2 separate regions of the Sus scrofa genome follow, and region 1 is linked to region 2. The links are chromatin contacts, called in public targeted proximity ligation maps. All regions are on one chromosome and are shown on one strand. The core of a region is the stretch at or near the end of the contact, and the rest is flanking DNA. Distances in the headings are between cores, read along the strand shown.

Evidence for each region.
Region 1: a contact with region 2 is called in a targeted proximity ligation map of alveolar macrophages, with 5 times the contacts expected there. A contact is called at or near these places in 3 of 5 promoter capture datasets (fetal liver, fetal skeletal muscle and liver), 18 of 47 Hi-C or Micro-C datasets (alveolar macrophages, blood, brain and 12 more) and 2 of 2 datasets of targeted methods (alveolar macrophages and skeletal muscle).

Annotation. Positions count from the first base shown.
Region 1 is chr5:66,438,896-66,445,438 of Sscrofa11.1, forward strand. It overlaps PARP11 (poly [ADP-ribose] polymerase 11), which reads left to right and starts at 4,588. Exons shown (of 9, transcript XM_003126559.5): 1 at 4,588-4,836.
Region 2 is chr5:66,111,758-66,117,680 of Sscrofa11.1, forward strand. CCND2 (cyclin D2) reads right to left here and starts at 2,818. Exons shown (of 5, transcript NM_214088.1): 1 at 2,383-2,818; 2 at 398-613. The coding sequence starts at 2,577. LOC106507534 (a long non-coding RNA gene) reads left to right here and starts at 620. Exons shown (of 3, transcript XR_002344133.1): 1 at 620-1,372; 2 at 1,564-1,595.

The DNA.
Region 1 (6,543 bases), core at 3,338-5,837, 330 kb after region 2:
GTCGGATTCGTTTCCACTGCACCACTCTGGGAACTCCTTTTTTGATAGCTCTTATTCTCTTACAGCACACCATACAATGTCCTTATTTATTACATGCAGTTATCAGTGTCCATCCCCACACCCCCAGCCCTGAGCCTGCCTCTCTAAAGCCTGCCCCTGCCCTCCCCACAAAGGATTTTCCTCTATTTTGTTCACTGATGTATCCTAAGAGGCTGGTGACAGTGTCTGGAACATGGTGGGTGCTTGCTTGATATTTGCTGAATGAAGAATTGAAGAGCAAGTCATATTAGATGATCTACGGTAGTTTTGTGACCTCTCTGGCTGTGACCCTTAGGAACAGGTGAAAGTCGCCAGGTCTGCAGTGACCTGAGAGCAGGGAGGACACCCTCCTACTGCCCTTTCCACCACTCAAGGCTTGTCTATACTGCTCTCTCTCCTAATTTAAAACATGATTTCTTATGGACGTGTTTTCCTGCTTCCTGCTTTTAACCTCAGAGCGGCTCACACTCTTTACTAAGTCATTTCTGTTGTCTCTTTCCAGATCATTCCTATTTCAACCTTTAAAAAAAAAAAAAAAAAAAAGGCAAACAAAAAAAACCCAAAACAATGTGATGACCAAAACCCTAAAGTGACATTCCTGGAAGGAAAGGCCCAGCCAGGAATGTCACAGCCCCAGAGCCTTTTCAGAATCCTCCATCCTCTAATTAGATGGCCACACATCTCAGCTGCTGCTTTGGACTGCTGCTGTGAGCTGCATGCTGATGGCCCTCACGGAGCCTCCACCACTTCCCCCGTCAGCAAAGACTAATCATCAGGAGTATTTTCAAGAGAGTCTTTCCATTTAGTGCCAGTGAATTATTTAGCACTTCATTCCCCCCTACCCCTTCGGTTGACTCTAATTCCCTGTCATGTTTCCTAATTAGGAAGATTTACAGGATTCATTTTGATTTTTTGGGGAAAAAAAAAAATTCCTTCCCAGGGATGCTTATCTCGGCTTCCGCCAGTGTTTCCTCTGCTAATTTCACCTCTGAATTCCTGCTGGGGTTGTTCACGGTCAGACTCCCAGGGCAGGGTTGATTCGGGGTTGCCTCATTGTTGGCTCCTTTTCAGACTGAGGCTGGGTCTTTATATTCAGGGCCGATGGGCACAAATGCAGCTTTTTCTCCCTCGCTCCTGGACCCTCTTGCGGCCCCTCGTCTCTCCTTTGCGCCCCTTCTCCCCGTCTGTCTCCTTCCTCCCCTTTCTGTCAAATCCAGCCCATCTCTCACATGCCTTCCTTGCTCCCCTCCCCCAGCTCTGGCTCTCCACATGGCCCGATAAAAACAATTCTGAAATCACATTCAAATATTAGATAATACTCTTATCCTGCAACTCACCAGTTGCTTGGTGCTCTTTTCTCTCTGCGGTCTTAGGTGAGATTGCTTTTTTTTCCCCTCCCCCTATCGACCTTGCCATTCTCATCATCTACTTGTTTTCTCCATCGGATTAATTTCATTCTTCCCAGAGATAGGTCTCCTCTGCTCCCTCTTCCCCCTCGGGCATGTCCTCTCAGCTCTCCTGACATTCAGCCAGGTGGGAGGGAGGCTGCAGTCTTGGGATCCCTGGGCTGGGTTTAGCCTGGTTTAAGCATCTCCACCCAGAGCACACATGGCAAACCAGAAAGATATGGCAAAATGTTTTCTATCTGTCTGGCTTTTTCTGAGGAAACTAGTGACTGTGGTCAGGGGGCATAGTTTCTATGACTGTGGCACTTGGCCCGGAAGGATGATGCAGAGGGAGGCTGTCCCAGCGCCAGACAGGGTCACAGAGACTCATCTATTGAAAGGCTGAGCCCAAGGACTGAGCCCTCCTCAAAAAGTTATTGGAAAGTGCATGATGTTTTCTGGGAGACATTCTAGAGGGTCCTGGATCCGTTCCATTTCCTCAGCAAAGTAAGAGGTAGGTTATTGTCAGTCACAAGCCCAAACACCCAGGGGTCCAAAGAGGTCATTTAAACGAGATAAGAGATATTGGTCTGGTAACTCAGGTAAACCTGAGAGCCCACTCCCAGCCCCAAGGGTCAGTCTGACCAGTTGTTGGCGTAGGAGGATCATTTGACCAGTTGTTGGCATGGGGTAAGGGACTTTGGAGAGCCACATTATTTAATGTGACTTTTCCCTCTTTTAAAATGGTGGCCACTCATCAAAATTGTAAACCTATTCATGTGTGCTAAAGCTGGGTAAACTCTCAGTTTGTGACCCCAGGACTAAATGAATCTAAAGTCCCTTCCCACGCTTGCTCTCTAATGGTGGTCATAAATCCAGAAGAATAAGAAAAAAGACGATGACTAAAGGTGGCACAGCTATTTGCAATTTATGAAATGTGTTCTCTTCTTCTTCATTTGGGATACAGCAGTACATTTTAAAAACGCGTCCACCCACTACATATCCAAATTACCGGGTTCTCTCCACCTCGCTCTGTCCACCAGCTCAGGGAACCCCAAGGCTTCAAGGAAAGGAAGTATAGCTCCAACCCCACAAAAGGTAGGGAAACTGCCCCTAATCTTTCCAGCTAAACTCGCTTAGGAAAAATCCACTTTACCTTCAAGGAAGAGCTAAGTCCTAAATTATTTAAATTGCTACTATTCACTTTGCAAAACTTGTTAAAGACAGCTACCAAAACACCCAGTAACAATGGACCATTTCATTAACTGTAAATTTTATTCCTAAATAAAAGATTAACAAATGGAACCCAGCAGTTTATTCAAAGAATAACAAATATGGGACCGAGCAGGCTTTCTTTCAAGAAGATAAGGATGGGTTGAACATTAGAAAATCTATGAGAATAGTTCATTATATTAATGAGTCAGAATACAAAAGGAATATAGTGATAGAGCTTGGGATAGTTTAGGAATTTAACATCCTTTGACAATTAAAAGCTTATAGTAAAATAGAAATAGAAAGAAATCTCTTTAAAGATGATAGTGTGTTTGAAGACTACCTAGCACCGACTAAGAGCAAATTCTTGTCGTACCAAATGCCCATTTTCTTATCCAGTGTTTTTCAAATATTTTCTGAAGTTTTGGCCAATGCAATAGGAAGAGTGAAAAATGCATTACTGTGGGTAATGTGATTGTTAACAGAAATTCAGAGAGGTCAGCTGACAAGCTTTTAAAACTAAGAAGACCTTTTCAGTGTGGTAGGCTACAAGATAAATGCACATAGCATTCCATAGCTTGTATGAATGTTACACACATATGCATTTGAAATAATCCATTGTGATAGATATTTAAGTAGTTTTCAATTTTTTCACCATTCCAAAAAAGTAGCAATAAATATTCTTGTATAGACATTTTCTGTGCAGTTGTCCCATTTGCCTCCTTGACATTAGTTCCTAGAAATGGAAATTTGAAATTTTGTTTCATATTGCCAAACTACACTCAAGAATAGTGTATAAATTTACAATCACTAAATTTATTCTGGTAAATGGATCGAGATAGGGATCTTTACCTTTTTTTTTTCCACTTTACTTTTTGCCAAATGACTAACCAGTTGCTTATTGAATAATCCATCCTTTCCCCACTACTTTGAAATAGATTTATTATACTTTTTTGGCATGAAGGATATCTATATCACAGTAAGTGAAAAAATCAGGCTCTAAAAATGCAGGTATTCTTTGATCAAATAAAATTTTTTTTTTTTAATGTGTGGAGGTATAGAAAAGCTAAGAAGGATCTTAAACTAGCTCTTTTTAATTTCTCATGGGTAGATGGTACTTCTTTGCCTAGGAAATTCTTCCCCTCTTGTAGCTAGCTCTCTTTACTCAGATAAGTTCAATAGGAGGACAGCCAAGACGTTTTAGCTTGAAACTTGGGATGGGGGAACCGGGGGGGGGGGGGGGGGGAGGCAGCCCTCTGTGCTACCTAGGTAAGCATGCTCTCAAAGAACCCTGTACTTGCCATATTACCTATAAACCATCCTGTACCTTTTTGCTTGAATTCTTGTTTTTTTGTTTTGTTTGGGGGGTTATTTTTGGCCACAGAAGCAGCATGTGCAAGTTCCCGGGCCAGGGATGGAACCTGAGCCATAGTCATGACAACGCTGAACCCTTAACTGCTATGTCACCAGGGAACCCTTGCATCCTGTTATCTAAATTACTTCTTATTTTTTTTCCTCTAGACTCTAAGCTCCATGAGGACTGCATACGGGTCACTCTTGTTCATTCCAGAGCCTAGCACAGTATCTGGCAAATAATCTCCACTCATTGAGCTTTTACTGTATGCCAAATACTGTGCTAGCTTTCTCCAATGATTTCACAACACCCTATTATCGTCTCCTGCAGAGCACGAGCAAACAGATCGTGAAGCCTGTCCCACAGGCTACTCATTCCCAGACCTCTCTGCCTCTTACCGCTACACCCACTATACGGTGATCAAGAAATATCGAAGAATTACAGCCTGGGATGCTTGGGAATCACTTGGAGATGGCAGGCGGATTGCAGCCCTGGACTGTGGTTGGACTGAAGCCCTTTAGCTCCGCCCACAACCCCAGACCCTCGCAAGCCCCGCCCACTTCGCTCCAGGCCGGAAGGGAGCGGCAGGGGCGGGGTGAGCTTCCGGGGGCGGGGCGGGACCGGCCCCGGTTAGCAGGCTCTGGCCGGAAGTCGAGAGGTTAGGGGATCCGAAGACGCCGGCTTGTGACAGGGAGAGGGAGACGGAGGCCTGTGTGGAGGTTGCCCCTCCGTCCCTTCGCTCCCGGGGACCCTCAGGAAAAACCCAGCACCCCGGCCCCGTGGCCAGCCCCTTCCCCCAGGCTCTCTCCGCTCGATTTCGCCACCGTTATGTGGGAAGCGAATCCGGTGAGTAGCCGGGCGGGACTGGGCGGGCCGATGGGCGGGGTTGACGGGAGAGGGCGGGAGGGGTTCCCGGGAACTGCCCCCGCTACCCCGACGGCCGCGCCGGCCGGCTGTTGAATTTCCGGGCGAGAAGAACCCGGCCCTGGCGGCTCGGGCAGTGGAGACGGCCCGGTGGGTCCCCAGCGCCGTGCGGCTGCTCTGTCCCAGTGATTGATTTTGACTCGCTGCGGTTTCTCCGCCCTCGTCACTCCACCGTCTTTTTCAACTTTGCCTTTGAACCTGTTTCTCTTCCTTAGCCTCAGGTGTTCCCACCAGCTACCCCCCAAACCCAATCTAAAGCGAGGGAACTAGCCCCTCTGGGCCCTGAGTGGGCCTCAGAGGAACCGCCAGGGCTGGCTCCTTTTCCCTCCTCGGGGGCTAGCCATTGAAAACTGAGGTGGGCCGAGTGTGAGTTCTAAGTCTCTAGATGGTGAGGTTCTTAGATTTTTTTTTTTCCACTGGACAGAACTGATGACCTGGAATGTTTCAACTGCAAGTCTTGTGTCTTCCTCCGGTATTTGCATTGTGCCTGCGCTTGTTTTTGTTTACCTTGCTTTTATACATTCATTTATTTCATATGCAGCCTGCAAAGAGTGGAATTCCTTTGCCAAGAGTATTCCATTAACCTGTTAGAGGTGAAATCGCCTAGTAAGAGGGCAAATGGACGCTATTTACGCCTTTGAATTCAGTGGAAAGATGGCAGAATCACATATCAGCAAATTGTTAGCTTTAACATGTGCCACTACCCCATGTACTGAGAAAACTTCCTAAATTTACTTGAATAACCTTGTTTTCTTATTTGCAGTAACTCATTTGATGTAATCAGCACTTCCCCCCCCCCCATTCCTGGAATATATTTCCAGATAAATTGATTTATCAGTAAATTCTCTTCTGTTTTTAAGTTTTTATCCAGTAGAAACTAGTCTGTTGGTCTGGATTTTTTGGTTACATATGCTGGTTCCATCCCAGGCCACTGTGTAACAGTGGTGGTCACTAAGACTTTTTTTTTTTGGTTCATACATATAATCCTCTAATATAAAGCCACATCAGAGGAAAGGAACTACTGGCGCTTGATTTTGGCAAAAATAATTTCAAATTGTGACAGTGTGCTCTCTGATTATATATTCAGTTTCACTATCAGTTTCATTAGTAAATTTCATTTTGTATTATTATATGTATGTATATGTGTGTATATGTGTTTGTGTGTGTATTCACTTTTTATTGGCAGTGCTTCTCTTTCTGATTTCTCCATAACAAGCCCTTTCATCATCCCAAGGACATGTCTTGCCCAGTGTCACATATCTTAAATACTTCACTAGAGTATAAGCTCCACGTGGGCAGGCATTTTTGTCTGTTTTGTTTACTACAGTGTCCTCAGACTCGGGAACAGAGCCTGGCATGTAGTAGGTGCTCAGTCAATATCCGTTGAATTAACAGAGGTGATTGCATCAGTACTAGAGAGAGGCTTTTGCTCCTGTTATTCAGTCCTCTCCTCCATCACCTTATGTCTGCATTGGCTGTTGGATCACTTGTGTGCTTGTAAGGATGATAAGAGCATTAATGAGTCTCTTGTATATTTGGTTTGTTATAGCAGTTATCTCATTTCTTTGGAGGGAATGCTGAGTTTTCTCTGCCATCCCCCTAATGATTTTGCTTGATTTCCATGGAGCA
Region 2 (5,923 bases), core at 1,568-4,067:
GAGTACCCTTTCAGAATTCAGTGATTGAAAATTTGGAATTTAAGTATCATTGCTCTGTTCCATGCCTCCTCACACACACACACACACACACACACACACACACACACACACAACACAACACACAGAAAATGAATTTCACTAACACAACTCTCCCTAAGTGAGGATCTTATTCATGGGTGTAGCCTTGGTACTTAGCATAGAGCCCAGCACACAGTAGGGACACAAGAAGTCCCATACTAAAGGAGAGGGTTCCCAGCAGCGGGAAAATTCCAGGGGTGGGTAACTGGGGGCGGTGGGCAAAGGATGTGTCCTGGTAACAGTGGCTGGAAGCGCATTAGGCTGGGGGTGGGGGGAGAAGGGAGAGCAGAAAGGCAGGGAGGAAGGAGACAGTCATTACCAGCAGCTCCTGAGGCTTGATGGAGTTGTCGGTGTAAATGCACAACTTCTCAGCCGTCAGCGGAATGGTCTCTTTGAGCTTGGACGCCAGGAACATGCACACGGCCCCCAGAAGCTGCAGATGGGTCTTCGGAGTTGGGACTCCGGCCAAGAAGCGGTCCAGGTAATTGATGGCCAGAGGGAAGACCTCTTCTTCACACTTCTGCTCCTCACAGACCTACGACAGGGACGAGTGGGCAAGGGTCGGGGTCGGGGGGCGAAAGCATAGTATGAGGCAAAGGGTAAAAAAGGGGAGCCGCACAATCTCTGGAAACAACAGAAAATCCTGAATTTGCGTGTGGGGAGGGGGAGGGGAGTAGAAAGTGATAAGAACGAAGACAGTAAATTGGGGTAAATCTAAATGGCCCTCCTTGCTGGGGTGCTCCCTGGGGAGCCTGAAAACTCAAAGGAGAGGTGGGTTAAGGACCCACCGGCCAAGGCCGAAAGCGCAGCGGCGCCGGCCCTGCCGCCCCCGTGGGCCGCTCACTACTCCGCTCGCTCTCACTCCACTCGCTCTCTTTTTTGGATTTCGTCATCTTTTCAAAAAATCAATAAAAATATTCTGGAGGCTCCAGGGGTCTCGTTCTTGGCCCCATCCGGACCCCCAGACCCTGCTCTATCATTCCCGACAATTGAAAAAATTGTCGGGGAGGGTCCGCGCGGCCCAGGCGCCGCATTTGGGGGGTGGGTGGGGAGAGGTGGGGAAGCGAGGGGGAGGGCGGAGGGAGCGAGCGCCGCGCAGCCTGGGCGGCCGGGAGTCGGAGCAGGGGAGCCGGGTTCAAAAAATAATTAAAAATCGAGAAAATATCCCAGACAAGCCCTTTCGGCGTGAAAACCCCAGAGAGGACCCAGGCTTCCCGCAGCGGAGATTTCGGGTGCCGGGAAGGTCTGGACTGCGACCCCTGGGGCTTTGGATCCCGAGGGGAAACTTGCAGGGGTGAGCGCGGCGGCGGGAGTGTCCGGCTGCGGCCCACAAGGGCAGAGGCCGGGGACGGTGGGGACCAGCTGGGGGACAGATGAGGACGAGGAGACGCCGGAGAGGCGTTGGGGGCTCCGGCCTCTCCTTGGGGGGGGCCCCCGCTATTCCCCCCCCTGAACACACCTCCTCCCCCCTCCTACCCCACCCAGATCTCCGCACCCAGGAAACTGAAGGCCAAACCGTAAGTAACCTTGGCGGGGGTGGGGGTGGGGGGTCGGTGGCGAGGGCGCTATCAGAAGTGGGGGGTCGGGATAGTGGGGGGCTAGGGGGAGCGGGCGGCGCATTCCAGCCTCTCCACCCCGAGTTTACAAAGCAACATGGCGAAACCATGGCAGGTCCGGAGCCGTGCAGACGTGGGCACACAGTTCGCTGGGCAAGGGTTTGGGGCAAGGGGAAAGAAGTGGTTCTTTTGGGTTCCCCGAAAACACACGTTGCTTCAATGTGACTTCCGGGGCTCCTGAATTCCCCGTTTCTCTTCTCCTCTCTCCGCCCTCCCCCTCCCCCCTTAAGTGCCAACGCGGAGTCGCGACCACATGCGGGGACCTAAGGCTGGGATGAATTTGCCCTGGCCTTTGGGGAGGCTTTTTAACTTTGGGGTGCCGCTCCTACTCCCTTCGTCAAAGCACCGAAAGCAGTCTCGGCTTCGCCAAAGACAGGTCGGGGTGGGGGGGGGGGAAGAGGAGGCAGCCACATGCAGGCACACGCGCGCGGGATGCTCCCCCACCCCCGCCCCGGGACAGCCTCGCTTCTCCCAGATTTTCCTCCTCCCTTCTCTCCCCCTCCCCCCGTGAATCCTGCACCCCGCAAGGAACTGAAAGGAAGCCACGCGTCTCTCAGAGGGCACCGGGTAACCTCTCCCCCAGGAGCGGGGAGGCGGACGCAGAGGCTGCCCTCTGCCAGGTTCAGGGTCCCTGCGTGGGGGTGGGAGTCCAGGTGGGGACAGACATAGCGCCTGGCTGCAGACCTACCTCCAGCATCCAGGTGGCCACCATCCTGCGCATGTAGGGCTGGATATCCTTCTGCACGCACTTGAAGTAGGAGCACTGGGGAAGGTAGCGCTCCTCGATGGTCAGCAAGTTCTGCAACACGCGGTCGTCGTGGAGCAGGTTGGCGTCCGGCACGGCCCTGCGGACCGGGTCCACCTCGCAGCACAGCAGCTCCATGGCCAGCTGGGTGCCCACTCGCTCCCCTGCGATCTCCGGACTGGAAAAGTTGGGGAGTTTTTGAAGGGGGTAGGGGAGAGGGTTCCCCCTTACCTCCTTCCTTTGGCTAAATAAGGGTTTTTCGGGGAAGAGTGAAAGGCTGAGAGAGAAGCTGGGGAAGAAGAGAGGAAAGGGATGGGCGGTGGGAGAGGAGCGCCTCGAGGGCTGCTGACTCTGCCTGCCCTCCCCTTCAAACTTGTCTGCTCTCCCCAGCTCGCTCCGCTCTCTGCTCTCCGGGGCAGTGACGCAAACTGGCTGGGCAGTTACTTTTCCTCCCTCTCGCCTCACCCCCCTCTCCGGTTCCTCCTCCCCTTCCCTCCCCTCCCGGCTCTCCCCTCCTCCTTTCAGTCTCTCCCTCCCTCCTTTTCCCTCTTGTTATTAAGGAGAACAGCAGCTGGCCCGACCAAACTTCAAACGCGGTCCCCCGCCTCCCCCCACCACCCTCCCCTTAGCTCTCCAAGGCCCTCTCTCTCTATCCAGCCTCACAAGCCAGGGGCCCCAGAGAGGGGAACCCCCCCCCCACCAATTCCTTCTTATTCCTTCTAATTGCGAGCATTCTGTAGGTGCATCATGCCAAAATACGACCCTCTGACTCTGGCTTCCTCAAAACTGATCCTAACACTCTTGCCCATGTATTTAAGATCCAAGAATGACGGGTGGATTACTTGAAGATGAGGTGGGCTCAGGCAACTGAGAAATAGATCTCTGATGTAAGAAAGAAGGAGGGCGATTTTAGAAAAGAGCTACTTGGCATACCCAGAGAAAAAGGTTATGTCCCTGAAATTCATGTTCATGATCATTTTGAGGCTGTTTCCAAAACCTGATTAAAGGGACCAGAACTACTTCCCCCACCCCACGGCCCGCAGCTGTGTAGGAAGAGGAAGAGGAGGGAGGGGTGCGTGTCTGGAGGGAGGGGGCGCTTCTGCGACCCTGGAGCAGAAACCATTCCATTCTTGGGGCGCCGCAGGGGCCATTGGGAGACGCGAGGAGGCGCCCCGAACCGCCGCAGGCCGAGGGCAGGGCTACCAGCGGTTCTGCCGCAGCCAGAGGCCACGCAGGAAAAACCCGCTTCCTCGCCCTGTATTTGCTGACAAGCCGCCCGAGGTGTCTGCGCCGAGCGTGGCCACACTGATACAGCTTTCTAGGAACTAGCCAGGGAGGGGGAGGGGGAGGGGAGGGGGCGAGAGAGGGGTAATTTTGGCTCCCCCTCTCTCCCCGAGCGCAAGCGACACCACCCCTTCCTTTCCTCCAAGGCCCAAGAGTTCCACCCTGGGTCCTTCGCCTGCATCCTCACCGACCCTCTGGGTTCACGCCTCACTCGCAGCCAGGGCTTTCTCCCTGGGAGCGGGACTACGGTGGAGACGCGGCCAGCGCGGTCGGCTATGACACGTGCTCCAATGCATCCTTGGGTCAAAGCCACTTTTAGGGGGGACAGGGTGGCGTTTCTTCACCTCCTTCCTCCCGCCACCCCCTACCCTGCCCGCCTGTGCTATTTCACTCGGAGGAAGGGGAGGTAGGGGGAGTCCGGCGCCCCCGGCGTGCTGGCGTAGCTGGCAAGTGCGGCCAGCGCGGCGTGGGTTGGTGCTTTGGGGACACACCGAGGTCAACTCGGTACCTCCTTCGCTCGGAAAGGGGGCCCGAGCCGGGGCGCAGAGGGGGAGGGGGGAAGGGGCGGGCAGGGTGAGCAGAGAACTCGGTTCCCTGAAAGGAGGGGGAGGTGGAATAAAGAGGGCGGGGAGTGCATAAACCAGAGGTGCGAGCGATTAACTCCGGCCCGGGGGCCAGCCCCTTTCCACGAGGGTGGGGCGGAAGGGGTGGGTGGGTGGCTGGAAGGGGGATATCGCTTTAAAAGGGTGAGGAAGAGTTTGGGGCGCCGTCTCCCCTCCCTCTATTTGCATAGCCAATAGCTCTGGGTCTCCTGCTACTGCGCGCTGATTGTTACCGGGCAGATTACTTTTTTTTTTTTTTTTTTTTTTTTTTTTTTTTTAGTAGGACGCGTTCCCCGCTACATCAAAAGGAAGCCAAGGAAGGGAGGGCGGAGGGAGAGCGGGGACTGGGGCAGACGAGGGCTGGGGAGAGGCCCGGGTGCCTGCGACCTTATCAATAGCCGCGGGAATTAGTATCCAATCTACTGTATGTAAAGAAAGGGGAGGGAAGGGGCGGGCGAGGAGAATGTCTAATTGCTGTGGAAGCCATTAGCTTTCGGGAAGAAAAAAAGCTCGCTGAAAAACCCAAGTTGCAAACTCAAAATGAAACAGCCCTGTGCGGCGGATGACACTTGGGCTGAGTACGGTGTGCCTCCGAACAGAGCGGGTCCCTAACAATCACCTATTGATTTCAGTCAACGTGGGCTTCCAGACTCAGGCCTTGAGTTCCTCCGGATAAATACATTAACTTATATTTTAAGACCCCCTAAGGGAATTACTTAAACTTCAGCTCAGTCACCTTTGAGCGATCAAAGAAAGCTGCTGGGGTAGGGCGGCAGTAGGTGCAAAAGAGGTATTTTTAAAGTATAAACCTACCCCAACAGGCAAGGACCGAAGCTGGGAGGGCTCCCAGCCTCTTGACATCACTTGATAACTAACCCAGCAGGGTCTTTTCTCCACCTCCCAGCGGGGAAAGCATCCCCAGCCCTAAGTCCCCAAAAGAGGGGCAGCGGGGGCGGGGAAGAGGCGGGTGGTCGTCCTCAGGGCCTCGGCCCACCCTGGGGAAAAAGCCTGGGTGGCGAGGCCTCAAGTCTCCGGAGCGAGCCGGGGGCCCCCTCGCCCCTTCCCTCCCACCAACCCCAACCCCGTCTGGCTTTACCAAGAAATTCCAGCGGGGAGGGGTGGGGGAGAGGCGGCTGCGAAGGGGAGGGGCGCGCGGGGGGACGCCCCTCTCCCCGCCGCCCTCTCTGACCACCCAGACCCGCAAGTTCGGGCGCTCCCCGCGTGGCAGACTGCCCCTTCAAGTTCCCCATTCACTTCCCCTTCCGATTACCGACTGTTCCCAAACAGCAACCTCGCAGCGAATCCGTCCCCCAGTGGTTTAGGCTCCAACGCTGGGGTGGGGCGTGCGAGGGTGCGGAGGTTGGCAGGAATGTCTCCGGGAGGCTTGGACTGGAAACTGAGTTTTCCCTTTTGGTCGCCACTCCGACCATGTGTTAAAACTTTAATTTTGCTTGTTAAAAAGCGCTCCACCTCGCACGCGGGGAAAAGCACGTTGCCTTCTGGGCAAACCTGCGCATTTTCTTTGAGTGTAGATTTAGGTTTAGAGGGAAGAAACCAAGCTCCAGTGCTCTGGCATTTAACTCGAAACTGGCCACTGT